2 separate regions of the Triticum aestivum genome follow, and region 2 is linked to region 1. The links are chromatin contacts, called in public Hi-C maps. All regions are on one chromosome and are shown on one strand. The core of a region is the stretch at or near the end of the contact, and the rest is flanking DNA. Distances in the headings are between cores, read along the strand shown.

The links. Hi-C and Micro-C count contacts between places; a contact is called where the count stands out from the background.
Region 2: a contact with region 1 is called in a Hi-C map of leaf, with 10 times the contacts expected there. The contact joins the promoter of LOC123053231 here to the promoter of LOC123053228 in region 1. A contact is called at or near these places in 2 of 5 Hi-C or Micro-C datasets (both in leaf).

The regions. Positions count from the first base shown.
Region 1 is chr2D:375,617,725-375,625,194 of IWGSC CS RefSeq v2.1, reverse strand. LOC123053228 (serine/threonine-protein kinase D6PK) reads left to right here and starts at 3,384. Exons shown (of 3, transcript XM_044476673.1): 1 at 3,384-3,722; 2 at 4,240-5,928; 3 at 6,048-7,148. The coding sequence starts at 4,430. The coding sequence ends at 6,897.
Region 2 is chr2D:375,806,639-375,814,108 of IWGSC CS RefSeq v2.1, reverse strand. LOC123053231 (ATP synthase subunit d, mitochondrial) reads right to left here and starts at 3,693. Exons shown (of 5, transcript XM_044476678.1): 1 at 3,388-3,693; 2 at 2,583-2,664; 3 at 2,070-2,134; 4 at 1,851-1,937; 5 at 1,463-1,777. The coding sequence starts at 3,555. The coding sequence ends at 1,676.

The DNA.
Region 1 (7,470 bases), core at 2,135-4,634:
CTGCCATGCGGGGAGATGACGGTGACCCTCGAGGACTAGGGGATGATTACTGCCATGCCGATCGAGGGTCATGCGCTCACCGGTCGAGTGGAGAGGACCAACTGGCAGCAGAGGGTTACCACCCTCATCGGCGACTGCCCCGTTGCCAAGAGTAACCGTACATCGGGTGTGCCGTTGAGCTGGCTCTCGGAGCACCGGAAGACATGCCCCCAAGGCGCAGATGAGGCGACTGTGGAGTTGTACGCGAGGGCCTATCTGTGGTATATTCTGTTGGAGGTCGTGTTTCCAGACAGCTCCGAGAACTCTGCCAACTGGGCGTATCTGTTCTTCCTAGCGGACTGGCAAGCAGGGTACAGTTGGGGGACCGCATCTCTCGCCTACCTATACCGTTCGGTAAGAGAGTGTCTAATTGCCTACCTACCTACGAAAGTTTGTCCATGACATTTTCTTATATCTGATCCTCATTTGATGTTTTGCAACTTGACGACGCAACGCAGAGGATGGGAGACAAGTCCAATATGGGTGGCTTTGTCTGGGCCTTCTCCATTTAGATGTGGGAGCGGCTGCCGGTGGGGCGTCCGGAGAAGATGCCAAGACGCCCATGGGAAGACTATAGCGAAGATGGCGAGGAGACTTGAAACCCCACCGTAGCTTACGAGTGGGACTTTGTCAAACTCTACACGGGCCTAAACAAGACTTCGTGCAAGACCTACACCAACGAGTTGGACGCTTTGACGCATACGCAGGTATATGAACTCGCTCAACACCTTTCTCTTTGATTCCACTTTTGACCGAGAGTGCGAACTTACCAATGTATATGTAATAGGTAAACTGGTGGCCGTATCGACAAGACCGAGAGTGGGACTTTGATCTGAACGTGATGTGCGATGCGGACCGTGGTCTCTGGCGGTGCATCGTGCCCATGATCTGTGTGTACGCCGTCGAGTGGCACTTGCCACATCGCGTGGCCATGCTGTTTGGGATTTATCAGCATACCCCACCGGGCCAGCCCACCGATATCGGCGGCCACGTGCTCCGCCTGTGAGCGCTTTGTTCTCCGTGCCCATGATTTCATTACGCTTATCATGTTTCTTGCTTCTTATGATGATCTCTTGCCTATGCCTTGCAGGATGAGCCGGCAGAAGAATCAGTCGATCACAGACTGGGAGAGGAGCATAAGATTCATGTGGCGGCGTGAGACCAACGGAGGTACCGAAAAGACGTGGAGAGGAAAGTGACTGACTGGGATGCTTACCTGGGCCGAGACATGAGGTGGTACGATGATGGCCAGAAGGACCGTCTTCGTCCCAGGCCTCGGTGGACGGTGGAAGACATCACGGAGCTGGAGAGGGATGACCCCGAGGAAGAGGCCTACCAGACCGGCATCAGAGACATGCACAGTGGATTTAGGGAGTTTGCACCCCTCATCAACAGAGTGGTAAGTTTGAACCGACGGTTGTATTTAAATTAGTTTATTCGTCATCGTGACTGACTTATGCCGTTGCAGTCTGGTGAGCTAAACAGATGCATCTTTGAAGCTTCAGATGCATTAGGTGATCTCCCCGGGAGCATACAATCTGAGAACAAAGTGAGGGGGACGATGAAGGTACAATTTCAGCCTCCTCGGAACAGATGCATATTGTTCACTTGCAATCAGTCGATCCGATACTTATTATGACCTTGTTTCATTGTGAGTGCAGAAGTTCGTGAAGCGTTGTCGCAAGTTGGTAGGGCTGCTTGGGTGTGCTGGAGCTGGGTCATTTGAAGCTTATCAGCCTGTAGCCACACAGGGTCTCATCGGCTCATCGAGCCATGCTCCCTCGTCGTCTAGGTTGGTTGGGGAGGAGGAGGAGGAGGAGGAGGAGGAAGAGGATGAGGAGGAGGAGGCCACACATGAAGAAGGGGAGGAGGAGTACGATGAAGATTATGGACCTCCACCAACTCAAACATCTCAAGCATCTCAACTGCCGTAGAAGAATCCGAAGAAGAAGGATTTGCCGAGTCCGGACCCTTTCCAGAGACCGGTTCCTCGACTGCCCAAGAAGAAGACCGAAGAGACTCGTTCAAAGGGTAACGAGGACCGTACCTCCAAGAGGGGAAGGAGCAACTGATTATGCTCTTCGCTACTTGGCTCTTTTAGTTTAGTTGAATTTCGTTTGGTTGGACTTGTCTAGTGGTTGTGAAACTATGTGTTTGGTATTTGTGGATCTATGTGTTTGCTACTATGTGGAACTCCGTTTACTGATTAGTTGAAGTTCGTTTGAAATGTTATATGGACTTCAAGTTATCTAATGTGGATCTATGTAATGTCCAAGTTTAATTGTTTAAAATCTGTGATATTGCTGTCATATTTGTGAAACTTGCTGTGATATTGCTGTCATATAGAATTTGAAAACAAGCAACCAAATGAACTAGAAAAAACAAAACAGAGGACCCTACCGCCAGGGTGCCTGGCAGTAGGGTGAACCTACCGCCAGGGCAGTTGCATATTTCGTTACAGAAACTTTATACGGCAGAACACAGGAGGATGAACCTACCGCCAGGGCCCTTGCATATTTTCGTTACAGAATGCCTGTACGGCAAAACCCTGCCACACCTTACCGCCAGCAGCCTACCGCTAGAGCCCCTGGCGGTAAGGGGTAAGGTACTTATCCACGTCAGCGCACGGTGACGGCCGCCATCCCCCTCCGTCACACCCTACCGCCAGGGGCCCTGGCGGTAGCAAAAGGGTCAAATCCCGAAAATCTTTCAAACCGGGGTCAGATCTTGATTTTGTTTTAAAAAAAGTCAAAACACGAAATTTTGCGGCGGCCAGGCGCTCGGCACACAAACATACAGTGGTGCGCCCCCACGGTTAGATTAGGGACAATACATACAGCGGTGAAGTGGTCACCATGTGTCTCCGCGGCGGCACGACATGACGCAGCGCTGTTGACGTGACGGACCACGCAGGTAACGGCACAATCAGTTCGCCTCCCGCGAATATAACAAGCAGATTACCACTACTACTATACCCCACTTACTCCAGTAGTAGTACCATCTTCTACTGGCTGCGATTGCATCCACTACTGCGGCTAGGTCTCTGTAGTGGTAGCTTTGAATCCGTTTAAATAAAGAAATTACTACAGTTTGCTTTCTGCATCCGGGTCGTATTCTTCGGCGCCGAGCGTGATAACACAAGTCGTGAAAAGGAAAAGTAAAAAAGAAAAGCCCCTCCCATCCCCTCCCCTCCCCCTGGCTAGGGAGACACGGAAAAGGGCGAGGAGAGAGACGCGTGAAAGGGAGGCACGCTACGCCCTGCTACAGGCAGCATTAATAAATAGCGGCCATAAATAAACAGGCGTAAATCCTAGGGTAGGGGTGGTGGTGGTGCGTGTTTTTATTGGTTTGCGGTGGGGGCGCGTCGCTCGCGTAGCCATAAGCCATAGCTAGAGTGAGAGAGAGAGGGGCTAGAGTGAGGGAGAGGATAGGAAAGAGAGGGGGCACCGTGCGTGAGTTTGGTGAGCGTGGCAGCGAGGGAGGAGCGGCATCCATACTTCCATAGCCCATCCTAGGTGTTGAGAGGGGAGGCAGCCGCTCTCATTTCGTCTTCCTCTTTTGCGTCCTCGCGAGATGTGCGCGCATTGCTGCTCAAGCTGACTGCCGCCTCTTGCCCTGCTCGCCGCCGCCGCTGCTTCGAAACCCTAAATCTCGCCTCCGTCGCCGCCGCCGTCCTCCCGCCGGTAAGATTCTCCCGCTCCAAAATCCAAATCCCCCGCTTCTCTTCTCTCTCTCTCTCTCTCTCTCTCTCTCTCTCTCTCTCGTGCACAAATCTGGTTCTTTACCTCTCTCTTGTTTTCGACTCTGCGCGTTTGTGCCTTTGGCTTGGCTCAAAGTACCCCCATTTTGTTTGCCCATCTGGTGCTTGCGTCTTCTTGTCCCTCAAGCCGTCCAGAGGTTTACGGATCTTGCATCAGTTCGCTACGAAAAAGGGAGAGGAGAGAGCGAAACCCCACCTCACCTACCGCATCTATGTCCCTTTTGCTTTAGTTTTTTTTTTAAATTTAACTAGGGGTGGGGAAGGGGGTGACTAGTGGGAGATGATAATGAGTACAAGGGCACCAAGATCGGCTCAAGCTCCAGTTCTGCCTCAGATTCCTACGCTTTTTCCTCCACTATGCTAGTGCTAATAAGGTTCTTTCTTGTGCCTGAAATGAATACCCGCACCATCTGATCCAGTTTATGCTTACTCTCTTGCAGGGCTCGTGATGCCGCTTCTTGATCCGGGAAAGCCGCTTCTTTTGTCCGCCAAACTGCAGGCACCAACGGTCCTAACTTGAAGCGCAGCACATCACCACCCACCCAGATGCGGTTGCTGCTTGCAAAGCTCCGCAAGTCAATACTCTGCTAGGAGGGAGCATTTCTGGAGGCGGTGGGAGTGCTGGAGAGGATGGGTTCTTCAGGGTGCCCGGAGATAGTCGAGCTGGTCGATGAGACCAAAGACGCCCGTCCGGGCGGGGTCACCCACCTGAGGGTGAGGGTGAAGCCGGTGGGGCAGGAGCATGGGGGGCGGTCGTGCTCGGTTGAGGATGACCTTGACCGGCTCCTCAGATCGTTCAATGTGCGCACCTCGGCGCGGGCTTCTGGTCAGACGAGCACGGACAAGAGGCTTATTGCGCTTGGGAAGGCGCCGATGTCGAGCTCGGAGATCGTGGAGTCTGTGAGCTTGAAGCAGGCCCTCAGGAAGATGTGCATCTCCCAGGCCTCGGAGATGGCCGCCATGAAGAGGATGTCGAAGCCCGCCGCTGTGTCGAGTACTCCTGAATCTGGGGCGATTAAGAAGCTTTATGCCTCTGTTGTGGTTCCAACAGACGAGGACCAAGATGGGAAGAGCAAGGTTGAGAAGGCCGTTGCTTTGCCTGACAAGGTTGTAGTAAGTTCATCGGTTAAGTTGGTTGAATCAGGTAAAAAGGCGCACGGCAAGGGTTCAGCTAACAAGCATGTGCGATCAGCTTCTCCAACCAAGGCCAAGGTCCAAAAAACCAGTATCCAAGATGTCATCAGTAATAAGTCACTGGAGGCAAGCGAAGATCCCTCTGCTGGAAGAGCTCTGGCAAAACAGAGAAAGGGTAAATCTCCAAAAGCATCTAGCCCACGAGCTGTTCCAGTAGGAGGCTCACGCCTGGTGTTTCGCGGCAAATCCTCCACTAAAAAGAAGGTTAAACCAGAACCAGCTGCAGCAGTGGCATCCCAGAAGCATTGCGAAGCGAAAGGTTCCGGTTCTCACAGTAAGAAGCAACAGGAGGCCCTTCAGGATGAACCCAAAACCCCAGCACCAACCAACAAGAAGGGCGCTGATGGCTCTCTCGGTGCCGAAGGAGTTGATTTTGGCAAAGGATGCTATGTCAGTGGGATCCCTGGTTCACAGCCTGGTGAATTGTCAAGGTCGAAGGAAAAGGGTGAAAGCTCCCAAAGCTCAAAGAGCAGCATCGGTGACTATAGCACAAGCACCAGCATCAGTGAAGATAGTTATGGTAGCTTCAGTGCTAATGGCAGCAGGCCTCACATGTCAAAAGATGTCAGATGGGAAGCCATGAAGCGCTTAGCGATCCAACAAGGGAGCCTAGGATTGAAGAACTTCAAGCTTCTCAAACAGCTTGGATGTGGAGATATTGGCACCGTGTATCTGGCTGAGTTGGTGGGTTCGGACTGCATGTTTGCATTGAAGGTTATGGACATTGAGTACCTAATAAGCCGGAAGAAGATGCTGAGGGCTCAAACCGAGAGGGAGATACTGCAAATGCTTGACCACCCGTTTCTTCCTACCCTGTATTCTTATTTCACGACAGATAATCTGTCTTGCCTAGTGATGGAGTATTGTCCAGGCGGTGACCTGCATGTCCTAAGGCAGAAGCAACCTACTAGATGCTTTTCAGAAGCCGCTGCTAGGTAAGTAACTTCAGCTGTGGTGTTTATGTGTTATCTCATCGAAGTATTGCATTTGAATTTCTAGCTGAAAATCATGTTTCAAGTTATTTAACTCATAAGTATTATATGTCCCTTTGCAGGTTTTATGTCGCTGAAGTTCTCCTAGCATTGGAGTATCTGCATATGTTGGGGGTTATATATCGTGATCTGAAGCCTGAGAACATACTTGTTCGTGAAGATGGGCACATCATGCTCTCCGACTTTGATCTGTCCCTGAGGTGTTCAGTTAATCCCATGCTTGTGAGGTGCTCATCGGTAGGAAGAGATGAACCTCCTAGGCCTTCCGGACCTTGTGCAGAAAGCTGCATCGATCCACTGTGTATCCAGCCATCCTGGGCCAACTCTTCTTGCTTCACACCTCGGCTGGTATCTTCCACACCTTCCAGGACACGGAGAGCTGAGCCTGTGAAGAAACCATCACTTCCGCAGCTTGTCGTCGAACCAACCGATGCAAGGTCAAATTCATTTGTGGGGACCCATGAATACCTTGCCCCGGAGATCATCAGAGGAGATGGCCATGGCAGCTCGGTCGATTGGTGGACTCTTGGCATCTTTCTGTATGAATTGCTCTACGGCAAGACACCATTCAGGGGACCTGGCAATGATGAAACACTTACAAATGTGGTCTCACAGGGGCTGAAGTTCCCTGATAGCCCAGCTGTCAGCTACCAGGCTCGCGATCTGATCAGAGGGTTGCTCGTGAAGGAGCCAGAGCTCCGGCTAGGCTCGAGGAAAGGAGCTGCCGAGATCAAGCGGCATCCCTTCTTCCAAGGCCTGAACTGGGCCTTGATCCGTTGGACTGCACCGCCCGAGACCCCGAAGAGCGTCGACGCCTCAACCCTCACTGCAGCGGTGGCACGGAAGAAGAAGGAAGGCAAGTGCCTCGAGTTCCGGATGAATGGAGACGACATTGAGTTTGAGCTCTTCTAGTGGTGGCGGTAGTAGCAGTAGAAGTTGTAGTGGTAGTACGTTGTGTTCTGAAGAATATCCATACCGTGGTAGCTAGAAGTAGTAGTCCCACAGTTCCCCAGTCCCCACTCCCCTGCAGTTTTTCTGTTGAAGATGAGTTATCAGTTGTCACCTGCCAATGTTGGGATGTAGAGTAACTGAGTAAGGTCGGGCGTTGTGCCTGTAACTTTATTCCTTGTTAATACCATCAGATATCAGATGAGCCATGGTCTTGTGCAAGCATTTTTCTTTCGAATGCAGCCATGCAATAATAGTTCGCCCCCCAGTGGCATCTGAAAATGAGCTGCTACTGCTTGCAGTAGTCGTTGTTGCTGGATAGTAGCAGTATTCTCAAGTAAGGTCCAGTAATAAGTTTTGTAACATGTGTTCTTGTTCATTAATAATATCATAAAGTTAGGAGCAAGGATTTGGCAGTCATGTGTCTGTCACGGACTTCACAATTATGTAATAGTCGAGCAGATGGGACATCACTAATTGCTTGGATGTAACCATTTTATTATAGTGCTGACCGGTGAGTAGCATAACTGTGCATCT
Region 2 (7,470 bases), core at 2,444-4,943, 190 kb before region 1:
ATTCTTGCTTGATTAGATTGATACATCTCCTCTCTTTATATAGAGAGGTTTACTTGACCCCTAAGCAAGCGACCATTATCTCTAATTAACCCTAAGACTAACAGGCTATACCGCCAGCCCAGGCCACTAGGCCCATTACATACTCTAACATTTATCTTCTTTCGTGTGATCTTCTTCTTACACCTTTGTGTAAGCTACATGGCTAGGCATATTGAATAATGCTACCCAGGAATATATGACAATCATGTGTATATATTAGAAATGTACTGAGTCGCTAGAGTCACCATTATTACTTACAAGCTACAGTTCCCATCAATACCATTGTCTTCATGGCCTGTTTGCATGTACACTGTGAGAACATTTTCCAATCACATTTTGCAGGAAAACAAAGAAACCCTTGCTACAGGCAATAGGTCATCAAATATTGGGCAAAGTACGGCAATGAAGGAAAGAATGAAGACAAAAAGATTCTCAAGCAATGAAAATCTTCCTCCGTGGTATTAGGAATGGAAATATTCAGATTCAATGTAACCTTGGCTAAATTGTCATCATTTGATGTTGCTGTGAACCTTTGTTGCATTGCAAATATTGAACTTTTTACAAAGTCTCATGTTAAAGTTCTCCTTTTGCTTTATTTTCTACGACCTCCGTTTGGAAATAACTGACGCAAGGAGTTATTTCCGAACGGAGGGAGTATGTACTGGCAAGTTTCAGTTTAAAGCAAAACATTGTTGTATGTGTGAACAGTAGAGGTTCAATGTTATATTGTTCCTCATTTTGGTGTTGGCAAGGATTTCACCTCTAAACAGTAGTGCCAGCCAAACATGAAATTTGGATTTGGGATCTGGATTCAGCCAATATCCCTACCAAATGAAATGAAATTAGGGGACCCAAACAAGCGGAAATTGTTCTGTTGAGCTCAGAATATGGGTGGATGTATTGGAACCACCGTCTCACTGAACATTGATTCTGGAACGGCACCAGTCACATTGAAATTTGTAATCACTGATGGAATTCTTACAGCACCAGTTCATGTCAGCGCTCCATTCTACTGCCTCCGTTCCTAAACATAAGTCCTTTTAGTGATTCCAATGTGGACTACATACAAAAGCACAAAATGAGTGAATCTACACTAAAATATATATATACATCCATATGTGGTCCTTATTGAAATCTCTAAAAAGACTTATATTAGAAACGGAGGAAGTAGTATGCATCATTGCACTCAATTACTGGATGCCATTTTCTTGGGAAGCCAGCCAACAGGGGGTCATTGCAGTTCGCGAATTTAAGAACGTTTCAGTCATCAGAAATGCACAATGTTGTTACAGACATGTCACATGTTAGGTTAACTCCTCTCCCAGCCTAAAGATCGGTGTCTATCAAGGATGAGCACATTGACAAACAACAAGGTACATGGAGGAATCGAGCCATAGCAGAAATCCTCTTGTACAAAGGAGCAGAAGTTAAAGAGACAAAATTTCATTGAAATAAGCTGGCAACCCTTAAAATGATGAGGTCCAACAGAAAGCACAAAGATAAGAGTTATGTTGGAATTTCAACAAGCCCAGTCCACATGTTATGGAATTCACCCAAGTATGGATGATGAGATTCCAGAGGGACAAATAAGTATTATTGAATGTTCTAGTAAAAGAACTTGGACTTTCGCCGTTATCTAGTATCCCCAGTAATCGTTACGGATCTCATCATCAAACTTCTTCTTGAGTTCAGGGTGCTTCGCAAAGTACTCGTCTGCTGTCATTGTGCTGATCTTTTTCTGCATGCGTAAACAAGATGTTAGGATGAATGTAAAAGCAACTGGTACCAAATTTGTCAAAGATCCACCTCACCTTCATCTCTTTCAATTCAGCAATCTCCTTCTCTATCCTCTCTGATTCCTTCAGAGATGTCTTCTCTGCTTCCTTCATTTCAATTAACTATGCATTTTCAAAAGGAAGTTCATAAGGATCTGAATGGAAGAGCCATCAGTGGATATCCAATTTGTACCAAAGAAGGTGTCTATGGGAATAACAGGAAAGTGAAGCATATTTATAATGGTGAATCCTCACCAGAGCATCAAACTTTGGCTTGTACTCAGGAGTGACAGTGTCAACATACTTTGGGATCTCAATGCCTGCATTAGTTCCGTTGATTGGTGTATCAATGAGAGGTTAAACAGATTGAATGAGCATAGACTAGCGAGACTAACAGCCATACTGGAAAGTAGCAAAAACTAAATGCTAAATCATTTGGTGTGAATAAATCAAAATACATAGCAGGATTGAAATTCCTAACACTATCATACAACATATTGCTAGGGACACCCTCAAGAAGGGAGATGAAACCTAAAACATGATGTATTAGAATGCATACATGAAGTATACAACACTACTATAATATTGTGAAGGGAGCATTTTGAACTATAAGCAAGTTACAGTTGGTATCCTAATTCTTAATCTTTGGAAGACATATCATCCACTAGTTAAAATTCCAATATTAAATCAAAACCATCTTGTTTACAAATTTATAGCACACTGGTTTCCTAGAAATGCAAGTAGATGGAGTGTACGAAATACACATACTATCATAAGCCTCCTTGTACATATCCACAACTTTCGATCCGATTCCCTTTTTGTAGTATTCCCAGTCAATTGGCTTTGGTTCCTGCAGTAGCAATAGATATAGATCTCTCATACCAGTCGATATGCCAGAAATGGCGATCCATGTTTCATATGTAGCCATAAGACTACCATACACAAGTTGAATTCAAAGATTACAAACAAACAGGGTTAAACTTTACAAGCATATAACATGCCAAAGAAGGCTACTTGGTTCATCCATGCATATGCCTCTATTGAGACAGAACCTCACAAGAGTTTGCAATTTCATGTTCAAAATCAATGCTTGGATTACAAGAGAGATAAAATAAGCCACGCCTTTTCCTGTCAGTAATGTTAGGGTGTATAGCGATTTAGGAATACGTAGTTCTACAGGGAGTAAATGTAAGATGTACCAAAGATTAGAGGAACAATAGGGAGAGACGCCGGATGAACGATCCATCCAGAAATTCCCCCAAATGTTCTTGCTCATGTCTCGACCTCCTCTCAAATCCTAACATCAAATCCCTAAATCGTTCAATAGTTCAATAACTAAACCAACTGGGCAAGTAAATCCTAAAGGCGAAACCGAGATTTGATTGTCCCGTGTTCATGGATCTGCAAATCCCTCTTGCCCCAGGAGCAGATCCCAGGCGCAACCGCGGTTGACTAGCGAAACGTAAAGATTCCCCTGATCTGATCTGACCGAGGACCAAACCCTAGGCACATTTGCCAGATCGACCAGCCGAGCGCGAGACAGGGATGAGACCGGCGGCGATTGGGAGGATACCTGGGAGAACTTGGTCTGGAGCTGGTGGTTGACGTCCTCGAAGGTGCGGCGGAGGTTGGCGAACTCCTTCCGGGCCTCGTCGGAGACGAGCATCTTGGCCAGGCCGTCCCAGTCGATCGCCTTCCCGGCCTTGGCCGCAACGTCCGTCACCTTCTTCACCCCGCTCATCTTCGGCTCTGGATCTGCTAGACCTGTGTGTGTCTCTTGATTGTTTCAGGAGTTCGGTCCAGAGTTATATGTCCCTGTTATCTCCTTCCAAGTTTATGCGGCGCTAAAATGGCGAGCACCTTGTTCCGAAAAAAAAGAAATGACGAGCAATCAGGGCTCCCCCGTTCCAGGCAATTTCAGCCGCCAGATCTTCACTCGAAACGATCTCAGCCATTTGGGGCTGTGGAGCAGGCTTTCCGTTACCCTGGGCTGTGGACTATTTCTCGGGTGACTGTTAATGTGGCCTGCTTGGTCTTGGCCCGTGAAACAGGGACCCTTCATCGCTTCGCGTGGTGTTAAGGGGCGGATCTTATTTGACGCGCGCCGTCGTCAACTAGGGTTTCTTGCGCGGCCGTCATCATCGTCTAAGAAATTTAGGTCCGTCCGCCTTTGACTGTTCTCTTGACGCTGAGAGGTGGGGACCTCGGAAGAGCTCTATGATCTTCGTCATTGTCTAGTGATCATGATAGTTTTGTAAGAATAAATTTTCTCTCGTTCTTTTGACAGTGCCATGAGGTTAGAGAGTTTTTTGTTCTCTCAGATGAGTTTATGTTGTTGTGTCAAAATCTTTTTTGTTGGTCTGATTTTTTGTGAAGATGAAATCTTTTTATCGAGGTGAAGATATAGTGATTCGACGGCCTGCACTTCTACAAGATCATCCCCGGCCCAAGTACGTTCATCGACCAAGGCTTCCCATCTCTTTGGATGGGCGACTCAAGGCACTTTCAAAAACCATTATAGATAATGTTTGTGCGGGTGAAAAAGTGACAACATCGTTGCTCCAGTCAAATTGCAGCCTCTTTACCGAAGTCTTTAGAGTATTTCTTCGAGTAGAGATTGACGTAGTGAAGACGTGCTTCCAAGAAATTTCATTATAATTCTTAGTTATAATAGTCACTTCGTATTTTCTTGGATTTTAGGTCTAAATCAATGTACATGTAATTGTTAAAGTTTCAAATTCCATATTTCTTCATGATTTCATTAAATATTCATAGTTTTAAAATTTTGTTCCTAATTCAAAATTAGTTCAACGTACAATACAGAAATGTTCAATGTATATTTTAAATTTGTTCGGTGTATGGCACAAAATTGTTCCGTATGTATTTAAAAATTATTTAGCGTATATTGGAAATATGTTCAATTTATTCTAAATTTATTTGGCATATATCACAGAACTGTTTAATATGTATTTAAAAATTGTTTATATTACAAAAATGTTCAATGTATATTTTAAAAATTATTCATATTTTTGGAATTTCGAAATTTTTGTTCAACTTTTCAGTAATTGTTCATATTTGAAAAGTTTGTTTGAATTTCAAAAATTGTTTATGGTTTTAGAAAGGGTTTCATGTTTGTCAAATTTTGTTCAGAATTTTCTATTTTTTGTTCTTGATTTTCTTGAATTGTTCAAAAAAATTTCAAAAGTTGTCCCGTACTTTAAACTCTCGTGGTACTTGCAAACCAGTAGAACTTATCGGCTCGACTGGTTAAGTTCTAGACTTCCCGAGCGGGACGTCATGTGTTCGATCTCTTGCTGGCGCAGTGTATTTTGACGATTTTTTTACTTTCCGGTTGTGCTTCTTCTTGATAGTTCCGGTTTCGTTACTATTATGAGGATGCATTCAACTACGTTGGTTCGTCATTTTATTTCCTCTGGGTTCACTCGATCGCATTTGAAAAAATAAAATGAAATATTCATAAAAAATGAAAAATAATCAATTCGAACATGTTCATGGGTTTTGAAAAAGATCATCAATTTGAAAAAAGTTCATAAAAAATGAGAAAAAGTTCATAAACTTTAGAAAAAAATATCATTGAGTTTTAGAAAACATTCATCAAATTTGAAAAAAAAATCATCAACTTTAAAAAAAGTTAACCAAAATCGAAAAAAGCTAATCAAATTTGAAAAAGTTCATCAGATTTCAAAACAAGATAATTGATTTGAAGAAAAAGTTCACACATTTGCAAACAATTCATCGAACCAGGAAGAACAAAAAAGGAAAAAGAAAAAAATGAAAAATGAAAAAGGGAAGAATAAAAGAAGTAAAAGGTTGTAACTTACCAGATCCTACTGGGTGGCGGGTTGGTTACACCAACCTACCTCGATCAGGTAGGTTGGTTGTTTGATTCACAACTAGCACGCTTTTTTTGTCGAATTAATAACACAGAAAAAAAAACATGGGTCGGTCCAGCACGGGGCGCTTCAGGCACCCGTTTACAACATACACAGTAATGGGCACCTGAAGCGTCAAATAGAAATTGCCTGGTGTTAAAGGGAGTGACTATGGGAAGCAAGACATATTCAGCTACTCTTTTTTTAGGTGAACATATTCAGCTACTCAGCTCTGGTCTAAAGGAGCTCGTGAATTGGCCGGTCCAACAAGCCAGCGCAACCAGGCGCCTGCCTAAATGGGCTGTCCAGCGGGCGGGGAGTCCACTGTCTTGTCTTTTTCTATTTCTTCACATTTCTGTTTTCGTTTTTCATTTTAATCTTCCAACTATTTTAAGTATATATATTTAAAAAACTAAATTCTAAAAAGTGTAACGTCACTACTGCACTTTTTAGACGTCTCGAGGACACACCTGCGATGGCCGTTGGATCTTAATCACACGTCTTCAAGTGTTCCTGGTCGGACCGAACCATCGCGCAAAACAAACCTCGCGAAGAAACAGCGGTGCTGAGCTCCACCATATACACGTTCATCCACCATGTTATCTCTTGTTGATTCAGTTGGAAATCCACCTTTGTCTCTCTCGTAGACGCATTCCATTTTCACCAAAATCAATTGTCGTCAAATCGAGAGGCGCTGTCCGGAACTGCCGGAGTTGGGAAACGCATAACCGCCACTGGAGAAGAGAAATGGGTTTGTACGTGCGCACACCAGGGCGGGGGCTCTCGCCGTGCGTCAACGTGGCTTCCAGCATGTTAGAGAGAGTGTGTGTATATATATATATATATATATGTCTTTGGTAGACTATGATTTTATAATTATTTCCTGCCTTATTTTTAGGAGAGGCTTCTTACCCTCCAAGCCTTATACTCTATATAAATTGATCGAGGGGCTCAATACAACAATCCAACACATTACGACAACTAGTAGAGTGCCCGTGCGTTGCCACGGGCTCTTGAAAAAGTTTGCAAGAGTTACATGTTAAATTCCACACGTACAAACAATATAACAGAAACATAATTATTTAATAACTGAAGTCCATTTTTTAATGTAAGTTGATAACATAAAGAAAAATTAACGACATGTCCATATAACAAACTGAGCGATGTTCTAACTAAACATCTATTACAAAACTATTCATATCTAGATGATGCGCTTAAAAAATTCTTTCACAATATCCAGTAAGTTTCCTTTAGCTTCATTCCCACGATGGTTTAGCAAGTATAATAAAAACTGCTTCCTCAATTCATACCCATCCTGCACAAACGCATACATGTAGTTAGTATGAAGGAGAAGCCGAAGGTCTTAAAACATGTAACGGACAATACTCACCGCGCAAATCGGCTTGACCAAATCTTCACCGTTCAACCAGAGCATAAAATGAAAAACAAAATAGCCAGACAAATTCATGCAAAACTTTAAATTAACAATGTACATAATATAGTGATAACAAAAGTAAATGTTTTTTTATGAAATCATTACCCATCTATACTCGTTGGAACACCGGACGGAAATAAATGTTGCCATTTAGATAGATCATAATTCCAACCAGGCAGCTTTATTTCGAGTGCTTCTTTGAAATCCCTTGCAAAACTTTTTAATTTTAGTGCATGCCTCAAACTTTTCTCCTCTAACGATTGTGATGTTTGAATAGGATCCATAATATATAGACGACGTGACTCTTTGTCGATGACGTACAAGATGT